Linked DNA regions of Sus scrofa: region 2 is linked to region 1. The links are chromatin contacts, called in public HiChIP or PLAC-seq maps. All regions are on one chromosome and are shown on one strand. Each heading gives the region's core, a stretch centred on a gene start, on an enhancer-like site or on the middle of the called end of the contact. The rest is flanking DNA. Distances are from core to core; before and after follow the strand shown.

Evidence for each region. HiChIP or PLAC-seq counts read pairs in DNA pulled down with a chosen protein or histone mark.
Region 2: a contact with region 1 is called in an H3K27ac HiChIP or PLAC-seq map of alveolar macrophages. The contact joins two enhancer-like sites. A contact is called at or near these places in 1 of 47 Hi-C or Micro-C datasets (embryonic fibroblasts) and 1 of 2 datasets of contacts at active chromatin or transcription factors (alveolar macrophages).

The regions. Positions count from the first base shown.
Region 1 is chr8:77,014,264-77,018,983 of Sscrofa11.1, forward strand. No RefSeq gene overlaps it. Among named protein-coding and RNA genes, the nearest start is that of GATB, 210 kb to the right of the region's middle. Within about 2 kb of position 2,053, at least 17 of the 83 cell types and tissues checked have an H3K27ac peak or open chromatin away from gene starts, as enhancers often do. A contact at or near this core is called in alveolar macrophages and embryonic fibroblasts, where this site is marked.
Region 2 is chr8:77,236,013-77,240,732 of Sscrofa11.1, forward strand. It overlaps GATB (glutamyl-tRNA(Gln) amidotransferase subunit B, mitochondrial), which reads left to right. Exons shown (of 15, transcript XM_021101518.1): 2 at 1,305-1,371; 3 at 1,907-2,151; 4 at 4,100-4,250. The coding sequence starts at 1,976. Among named protein-coding and RNA genes, the nearest start is that of GATB, 16 kb to the left of the region's middle. Within about 2 kb of position 1,924, at least 52 of the 83 cell types and tissues checked have an H3K27ac peak or open chromatin away from gene starts, as enhancers often do. A contact at or near this core is called in alveolar macrophages and embryonic fibroblasts, where this site is marked.

The DNA of each region.
Region 1 (4,720 bases), core at 803-3,302:
ACAGCACCAGGGAAAAGGAGAAGTGGAAGTGTCTGGGGCTTGGGATTTTATGCTTCAAGCGAGGAGGCCTGAATCAGAAACATATACCAAAGGATGTAAAGATACAGCGCCAGTGTGCAGTTATGGATGCAGCCCGAATGCTCTCGGAGGACCTCATTACTTCAGCGCCAGGGCATCCGTGGACTCTTATTTTCTCTCGGAACTTGTTATAGCTCAGGACTGCAGGGCTTTGAGGAAGGACCAGGACCGGGCTGTTATACTCTACAGCAGAAGCCCAGATCAGATCGTGGAATATGCAAATCCAGTGAGTAGGCGCAGCCAACAGCAGCCATCTCATCTCCAGCCACAGAGAAGCCAACTACCTTCTCAGGGGGCTGAAAAGGCCCTTCATCAGGGGAGAGGAACTCGACTGGGAATCCAGGCAAGGTCCCGCTGGAGTGCCCGGTGGGGAGAGAGGAGCAGACGTACACCCTTCAGCACTCAGGCCCAGGTCCTCCGTGCATGGGGAACTCTCAACAATTGCGAGGCACCCCCCCAAGACTGTCAGAATCTTTTAGTCACTCATCACTCAACAAACTCTTATGCTGTGCCTACTGTGTGCCAACACTGTTCCAGGGCCTGGGATGGTTCTCTTAATAAAACCAACAAACACATTTCTCCTCCCAGAAGTTCTTTCTAGAGGGATCTGTCACTCCCCATTTCCCATCAAATGGGACCAAGGCTGCTTGGGAGGTTTGTCCCTTGAGGCAAGACCGGCCTGGGCAGGGAGGCCTCAGGCAGCTGGGAAAATACTTTGTCAGGAAGTGAGCTGGCAGGGCGCACTGCCTCTGACTCAGCATCACCCACCCCCCCTCTCTGGCCAGCGCTTCTGGGTGGAGCAGCCTTTGGGTGGAGAAGCCTCTCTGAGTCTGGGAGAAGCTCTATAATTCAATAACAATTTCGCTAAGATGTTTCCGACTCTTAAAACATGTAACTATAGCTACAGACAAACGGCATTACAGGGCTTCAGAGAACCATCTGCTAGGCTTTAATTTGCTTCTCAGGACTGAGAGGATTATAAATCATGCAATCACACATCTAGGAACATTCTTTCCTCCATCTTTGCAGCTTAAAACAAGTCTGTAGTAGCATCGACTTACTTCACCGTTCTTCTCTGGGTGCGTGGCTCGCCTAGGACCTCTCACTAATGGACAGAAACTCACTAACACTGTGCACGGTTTTGCTAATATGATACACTGCGTGCAAATACAATTTGAAACAATGGTCCAGAGGAATTCGTAACAGTTTTTTTTTCTCTATTAAATTTATAAGACTCTATCATGTCATTCCGAAGAGTCATTAGCGGACTCTCAGATGCACAACTGAAGGATCTACTAACAGGAACGTCTAAGACTCACAGGTAAAATTATGCAGGAAAGATAAAACTTCCAGCCCGCTATTCTTAGGGAAGGCATTTAAGGTTATATTTCTAATTATCAAATCCTCCAATGAGGAAACATTTGTTGAGCACCTGCCTTGTGCCAAGCCCTGTCCCCTCCAGGAGATCCCAATTTACTAGAAAAGAAATGAACTAGGGGTAGAGGAGGAGGCTGACAGCAACTAACACCATCTTGGGTTGTTTGTTTGGTTTTGGTTTTGGTTTTGGGGGGGCCACACCCACAGCACATGGAAGTTCCTGTGCCAGGGATTGAATCTGAGCCACAGCTGCGACCCATGCCACAGCCACAGCAACCAGATCCTTAACCCACTGCGCCACAGTGAGAAATCCTGTGCCGTTTTTTCTATTTTTCTCTGCTCCTTGGCACTTGAAGACAAAGTCATATAAAGAATAATGTCCAGGAAATATTTTTCTTTAGATCTTGCCCAGACTACTTTCAGATGTGATGAGATGGCATTCTGCCTTATTTAACAAGCCTGGAAATTAAAAGTAAATGAGTCTATACTATTGGAGAATTTTGAAACCCTTACCTTAAATGGCACTCATTTGTTTTATCGTCTGGATGGAATGAAATTCAGCGAGTCAGACTTGCCTTTCAATGCGGCAAGATTGGAATCTGTTGACTGAACGTTTCTACTTGGACTCTCGTAGTTTTAACCACAAACATCTATCAGTTGCTCTGGGTGCTTCGAGCTTTCCTTTAACTGCCATTTGCTGACTTCCCACAATGGAGGTAGTTTAGCCAACCAGCACTCCTGTGGGGAGAGGGGGCATGGGTGGGTTGAAAGGAGCCTGCCAGTTCTCCCTGTTCCATTCTGGGCTCTGACAGTGTCTTGATTTGTAGGGTGGGACGAAGCACTTAACCTTTGTGTCTCCAAAAGCAAATGATGAATTCTGTCCCATTTACACTGTTTATTAACAGAAGGGAGTTGCACATGATTAACTGCTCCATTCCCTCATTTCTTTGACCTTAAGATGCCAGCCTCACGAGGGGTTGCTATGTGGAGACGTAGAGTCTGCAGAGTCCCAGAGGGAGTGAGCAGCCAGTGCCCGATGGATGGTAGTGATGCTGAAACTCACTTGACTTCTCAGCAAATGCCAAACTCCCTGCAGGATAATGCCTGGGGAAGGTGAGCCCTATCAACTTTGGAGGAGGGGAGGAAGCTGTGGAAATGTGGAAAAGGAAAGTAGGGGCTCACCAAAGCGGAGCCTGCCCTGCTTCACCATAAGCAAAGCCACTGATAATCACTAAATTGGTTCAACATCAAATGGCAGGTCTGATCTTTGATGAATTACCAGAGATTAAATCAGCTAAGTGCTGTTGACACTTGGCCACTAAGCCCAGTGGGAATTCTTTGACCTGGCAAAAACACTCCTCATCAATATCTTGGCAGATGAGGAAAGAAGCAAGGAAGGCGTGAAGAGTCTAGCCCTTCATCTTCCATTCAATTTAGGAAACTGGTTGTCAAGCTGCTCCCAAAGTCTTTCTTCCATGTAGCAGCAAAGAGTACTTCTTTATCCCCCGTGCCCATAAGATGAGCTACATTTCTTCCCTCTATTTGTATGTATATTTGAATCCATATGAAGTTACAGGGTAAGATTTAGGGCTCTCTCTAAACCAGCATTTTCAAAATGTGTCCCATCGCATACCAGTCTCCAGGATGCTCTTTAAATTAGAATTCCTCGCTTAAACAAGTATGGGAAGTGCTTTCAAAGTTTATTTCCTAAGTGCCAGGGCTACAGTGATGAACAAATCATTCCATGTCTGAACTCTCCTGATCACAGCGTGAGGTAAGGTTGAAGAAAAGGCAGAGATGGGTGTGTAATGTCTCATAAACTACAGAAGGACTTTGGCTTTTATGATTAGAATGGGCAGTCATTGGAAGGCTTGAAGAAGCTTTGATCCAGGACATAGTGGAACATCAAGGTCTCTGGAAACTTCTGTGAGGAAGAAATCTGTAAAGTTTTGTTTACAAGTTATTCCAACTAATTTGATGCCTAATACCTATGAACACATTGAGAAACATAATTTTAAACTAAAGAGAATTTTTTTTGCGCAATTTCAATGTCCTTGCCCACTATGCCTCTTTAAGATTAAGATGCTGTTCCCAGTTCAAGGCTTTCGCTGCAAAATCATTCTGGTTTTGAACCTTGGCTACTTCCTTTTTCTCATACCTCTGCTCATAATGTTGAATTATTTGGACACATTGATTTCTTCCCTTGGATTAGATAAGGTGGGTTAATCGCTATAATTAATAGACCTAGAAAATACATACTGGCTCATATACCACAGAAATACATTTCTTGTTGATGTTGTAACTGTACAGGGCAGGTGAATAAGTCAGCAGATTTGTTCCCTCCACATAGTCGTTCAGGGACCCAGGCTCATGGAAGCTTTGCCATTTTCAACACATTTCTCAGGTTTCCCTGGGACTCATTGTCATTCTGCCCTGACATTAGAGAAGGAGCGCATGAAGAAGTATATATACATGTGTGTGTGTTGAGGGGTGGGGACAGTATGGGTGGGTGGGGCTGGATGGCAACCAATGCCTCTGCTCACACTTAGAACCAGAAATAGTCACATGACTCCACCCAGGGGCAAGGAAGTTAGGATACGCCGCCCTTAAATGTACAGCTACCTGGCACTGATGTTCTACATCATAGAAGGGTTGCTTGAAGTCCGTCGAATAGCTATCCATTTCTGCTACACACCTACTTACGGATAGCTCTCTGAAGGGAGGACTGTGAGTTTTAATGCATTCATTTTTGTTAGTTTCAGAAATATATCGTCATGCTGGCATGAAACAGATGTCCAATAAATGTTGGTTGAAATAAGCAATAGTACATTAGAAACTTAAATATCTCCACCAGAAGGCTGGAAAGAGTTGAAGAGACCATCGGAAAACAGAATGAGGCAGCTGTCGTGGTATTTCAGTTCCAAAGAGATAAACATTTGCCGAGAAAGTGGTCAAACTTGCGATTTAATTTCTCCTGCAATTTAGCTAAAGGGGGCCTTAAGCAAAGTAGAGGTGAACTCAGAGACAGGGACGAGATTTTTGGAGGCTTTATCTGTAAGTGTGGAGAGTTCCTTCTACACTTCTTCATTGTGTTTTTGGCCTGAAACCCTACACATCTGACTGAATCCCATCAGATATCTTCTGGGTCATAAATCACACAGAGGCATGGTGGTCACTAAATCAATAGAGTTTCTAATTTTTGAAAAAGTGGAAGGTGCTTATGTAACCCAGTTGGGGAAGGGAAGGCCATTGGCAGCTTGCCTTG
Region 2 (4,720 bases), core at 674-3,173, 220 kb after region 1:
GGAATATACCACAGCCACAGGAACTCAGGATCCAAGCCCCATCTATGACTTACCCCGCAGCTTGTGGCAATGCCAGATCCTTAACGCACTGAACGAGTCCAGGGATTAAACCAGCATCCTCACAGACACCGTGTCAGGTTCTCAACCCACTGAGCCATAATGGGAACTCCAGGAAAGGGATGAGTCTTGAAGCAGGAAAACAAAAGTCTGCTGGAATGATGGTATCTGCTATCAAGATTTCCTCATTTATAAGGAAAGTGTTTCAAATGCTGGCCAAGAATAAAATGATTAAGTTAATATGTACCTGAAGCTTTAATCTAGGTCTGTTTGTCTCCGAGCACCTCTGCTCGAGGCAGAATAATTCAGGTAGTTAGTGTAGGAACATGGGCTTCAATATATTCTTTGACATGGTCATTGATTAACATCCGTGACTTAAGGGTTCCAGAGAGTAACATCTCCACAGGCCTTGTTTACTACAGGGAGTGTATCTGTTATATGTACAGGTGGACCTTAATCTCCTCAACTGGTAGAAGAGGAATGAGAGGAATGGTGACTCTCAGTTTAGGGGAGAGAGGAAGAAAGGAACCATAAAACTTATGGAGCATACTCTAACTCTCAAGTGCCTATGGGATGAGGCCTGATATAGGTAAACTGGGCAAGGCTAATGGGAAAAAGAACTGGTATCTGGACCCCACATTGGTACCCCTGTCTTTAAGAGATAAAAACCTCCATAGAACAATAGAAAGGGGGACTCTTCCTCCCCTTCCCAGTGTCTGTGCTGGGAGCTGTTTGCTTTCCTGTAATAAAGACTTTTGATTGCTTGCTTGCTGCCTGTGTGTTCGTGAAGTTCATTCTTTAGCTCTGTGAACAAGAACCTGGATTCCGGTAACATCTTTCTGGTAACATGCTGAAATATAACCCTTCTTTTGTGAAAGTATACTATTTTTGTTCACTTTTCTGTCATCTCATCTGCCAAGTATGTAAGCTCCATGAGCACAGAGGCCATAACCACCTTGCTCACTGCTGAATTCTAAGAACTGTGCCTGGCATAGAGTAGTGTGTATGGTCAGGCCACTCAAGATGGTTGTCCTCTTACTCTCTATACATCCCCTGCCGACCAGTGCCTGCTTCATCCACACCCACTCACAGGACTGAACTTCCTACATACTCTCCCCAGGCTCCAGCTGGTGATTGTTCTTATCAAAGGCACAGTGAGGGGCGTGCCCCTCGGCCAGTTTCCCTGGTAACTAATGATCCAATCTGTGGTAATTTTCCCTATAACTGGCAATCTCCCTTCCCTCTAGGAGTGAAGTTGGCTGGCCACATCACCACACACGGTGGGGTGTCGCTCCAGGACCTTGCTTCAAATGGGTAAGCTCCCCCATCCATTAAACCATTGATATCTCTGTTGCTGACTCTCAGCTCTGCATTCTGTCCTGAAGCTTGGCAAGCACCGGGCTTGTAAGCCTGTGGGGTGCAGCCCAACTAGTAGGCATGCAAATAAGTAATTGTTGCAGGAATGTACAGATTAGTATGTGAAGTGGAAAAGTAAACAGAAAAAAATAACTCAGTGGGTTTGGGGGGTTTGGAAAGTCTTCCCGGAGATGTCAAGGTCATTTACTTCAGCCCCAAAGGTTAACTGGGGTATAAAATCCTCACCAGCTTTCTCAACTTTAGTGCTTTGGCACCACCTGTTCTCACTCAAACAGGTGCTCAGAGATACAAAGCTCTCCAACTCCCCACTAGGAGGAGTCACACCTTCCGACCCATAAACCCTCCCCCTGTCTTCTCTATTTCTTCCTCCCTTCCGTCCCCTCCCCGCCCGGTTCCGGAAGCTTTTGAATCGCAGTGCTCCTGGGAATAGTAGTCTTCCGGTCTGAGCCTATAACATTTGATCCATTTCCAGAACTACGCTTCCCAGACAGCCTTGCGGCAGAGGGCGGCTGTGTCACCTGACCAGGACCTTGGCGCGGCAATGGCGGCGCCCATGCTACGCTGGTGCTGTCCTGGAAGGCGTTGGGCTTTCCCTCGGATTGGCGACTGTTCTCGCCACGAGAAACGGTTTCCAGCTGGGTCCACGGCCAGCGGGAAAAGGGGACAGAGCTCAGTGGCTCAGCAGCCCCTCATCACGGCCCAGAAGCCAAGGAAAGGGTATATATACTATTTCATACCTTTACTGCACACTTAAGTGTGAGGTGGAACTGCGAGGCTAGGAAAATGATGCCCACTACAGTCCAGTCTTCACTCGAGACGTTTTGGTCGGCGGGAGGGTGTTGGGCTGTAAGTTGCAGCCCTGAAAGCTAAGTGGGAGCTCGATGCTGGTTCTCTATCAGCCCCGCCCCACACAGAAACCACAGTCTTAAGACACACGGGCATTTTGGGGTAGTTCGCGAGTGTAAAATAGGGTTTTCTTGAATCGAGGGCTGCACAAGACTGAAGAGTGGACTCAGTCACCTTAACTAATAGCAGCAGTGGCTATTAGCAGGGTCCGTAGCAGTAGAAGTGGGATCTTAGTTAGCTGACACTAATTTAGCGCTACTATGGGCCAGCAGTGTTCTAAAGGTTAAAAGAAGCTTTTGCCTGCAAACTCTGAATGGCGGTGGCTTAATGTTATTGGCCAGAAATCACCACCTATTTGTGGAGATGTTTTATGTTGAACATGTGTGTTTAGACCTAGTAGGATGCAGCCAATACAAGAGATCTTCCTTCTTTTTCAGTATTCTCTGAACCGCTGTTTATATTTGACTATTTAAGACCTAAATAGGTTCTTTTTAACTACAGAAAAAGACATGTGTCTGATACTCAGTTTTTCCTGAGATTAAGTTGCTTTTTTTTTTTTTTTTGCTTTTATGTTGGAACAGAGGGAAAATGTCCGGACACATTGTTTCTATTCTTTTCATAAATGAGATTGTCTCACAGTGAATGGAAAGTATTTTTTTCTCTCCTATAATGAAACTGCAAAAATACATTGAATAAGGTTTTTGTGAATGCAGAATTTGAGAAGTTCTTTAATTCTTCTCAGTTACAAGTTGTGCTTCCAGTCTTTAAAAAGAAGGAATTCATCAATACTATAGATGTGGAATCTCATGTGTTGCAATAATTGAAATAAAACTAAATGCATGTTGACAAAAATTAAGATAATATAGAAAATTTCTGGGGGAAGAGCAGGATAGGAAGAGACAGAATAGGGAGTATGTGTGCACCAAGCCATCTACATATTGTGCAGGATACATGGGTTTCAGAGGGACTAAGCACACTTACAGGAACCTGGAGAGACCTGTCTGGAATGTTCATACAGACCCAACAGAGTAAGAGTGGCCAGAGGAGATGATTGTAGCATTTATACTAAAGTATTGTAGCTTCTTAGGTTTGATGGCAGTCAAGTGTAAAAGAGAAGAACCTGACACTAGATCTCTGGAATTTAAAGTGATTTGGGGGAACAAACAAACGAAAAAAAAAACATAAGCCACATGTGATAGTTTAATGGTTTAATGGTTTCCTTTGCACAAAGTTCCCTAGAAAAGTTTCATTTAGTGGTTTTTTTTTAATATCTGTGTCACTCTGGTTACTTTACTTGTAAGCCATTGTTAGAAAATGAATTCAAAACATGACTGAGAATTACCTTTTTAAATAGTGAGGTGTGCAACTATTTTTTTAACTATAATTTCTCTGGTAGTAAAATCTTAATGTTTGTGTTATTCTAAAAACATTCACCAGCTCAGCTGTTTTCATTTCCTGAGTGATCCCTTGATAAAGGACAGTTAATTTAGGAGATGCTGCTTTTCATTAAAGTCAGCCAAGCATTCGCCACGTGATACCCATTGCTAAATTGTTTTAACATGCCAGATTGTTCCTTTCTGTTACCTTCCTGTTTGTTCATGTTGTAAATGAGTTTTGTTTTGCTGGTCTCATAGGTATTCATTATGAATTGCTTTCAATTTAGTCACTAAGACAATAGGATGCTTTTTTTTTTAAGTAGGATATAAAATTTTACTAAGTTAAAAACAAATAGGAAATTAACATTGTGGTTTAGGCTCATAGAAATTCACACATAGTGACATATCTAACTACTTCTTAACCATTATGTCTTCCACTGTAGTGAACGTAAATGGGCTGCTGTGGTAGGTTTGGAAATCCATGCCCAGATTTCTTCCAACTCCAAACTCTTCTCTGGATCTCAAGTCCACTTTGCAGCACCTCCCAATTCTTTGGTATCTTTTTTTGATGCATCTCTGCCTGGAACTTTGCCGGTAAGGTTTTTATTCCATGCTGTTTTCATTAGAAAACAGTCATGTTTTATTGAACACAATCAACTCTTAGGAAATACTTGTTTAGAGATACTTATTCTCTAATACAAAGTTTAGAAAACTTTGGATTAGGTGGGATGGACTGAGTGCTTTTTAAAGACCCATCTCTGTAATTTTAAGTCTAAACGTCATCTGTTTATTCATGTGTGCATTTACTCATTTCACACACACTTTAGAATGTCCGCTTAATACTGGAGTATCTGGTTTGTGCTATGAACTGAAACAGAAAGGTGAATGGCAATCCTTGCCTTTGAGGAGTTGAAAGACTAGTTGGGAAGATGGGTCTTATACATAGAGTGCCATCTGCTTGCTCCTGTGAAGGTCAAGTGCAGAGTATGGCTCTGGAGCCCTGAGGAGGGACACCTAATATAGCAAGAGAAGGACTGTTGTGAGAAATTGGGGAAGGGGTCTGG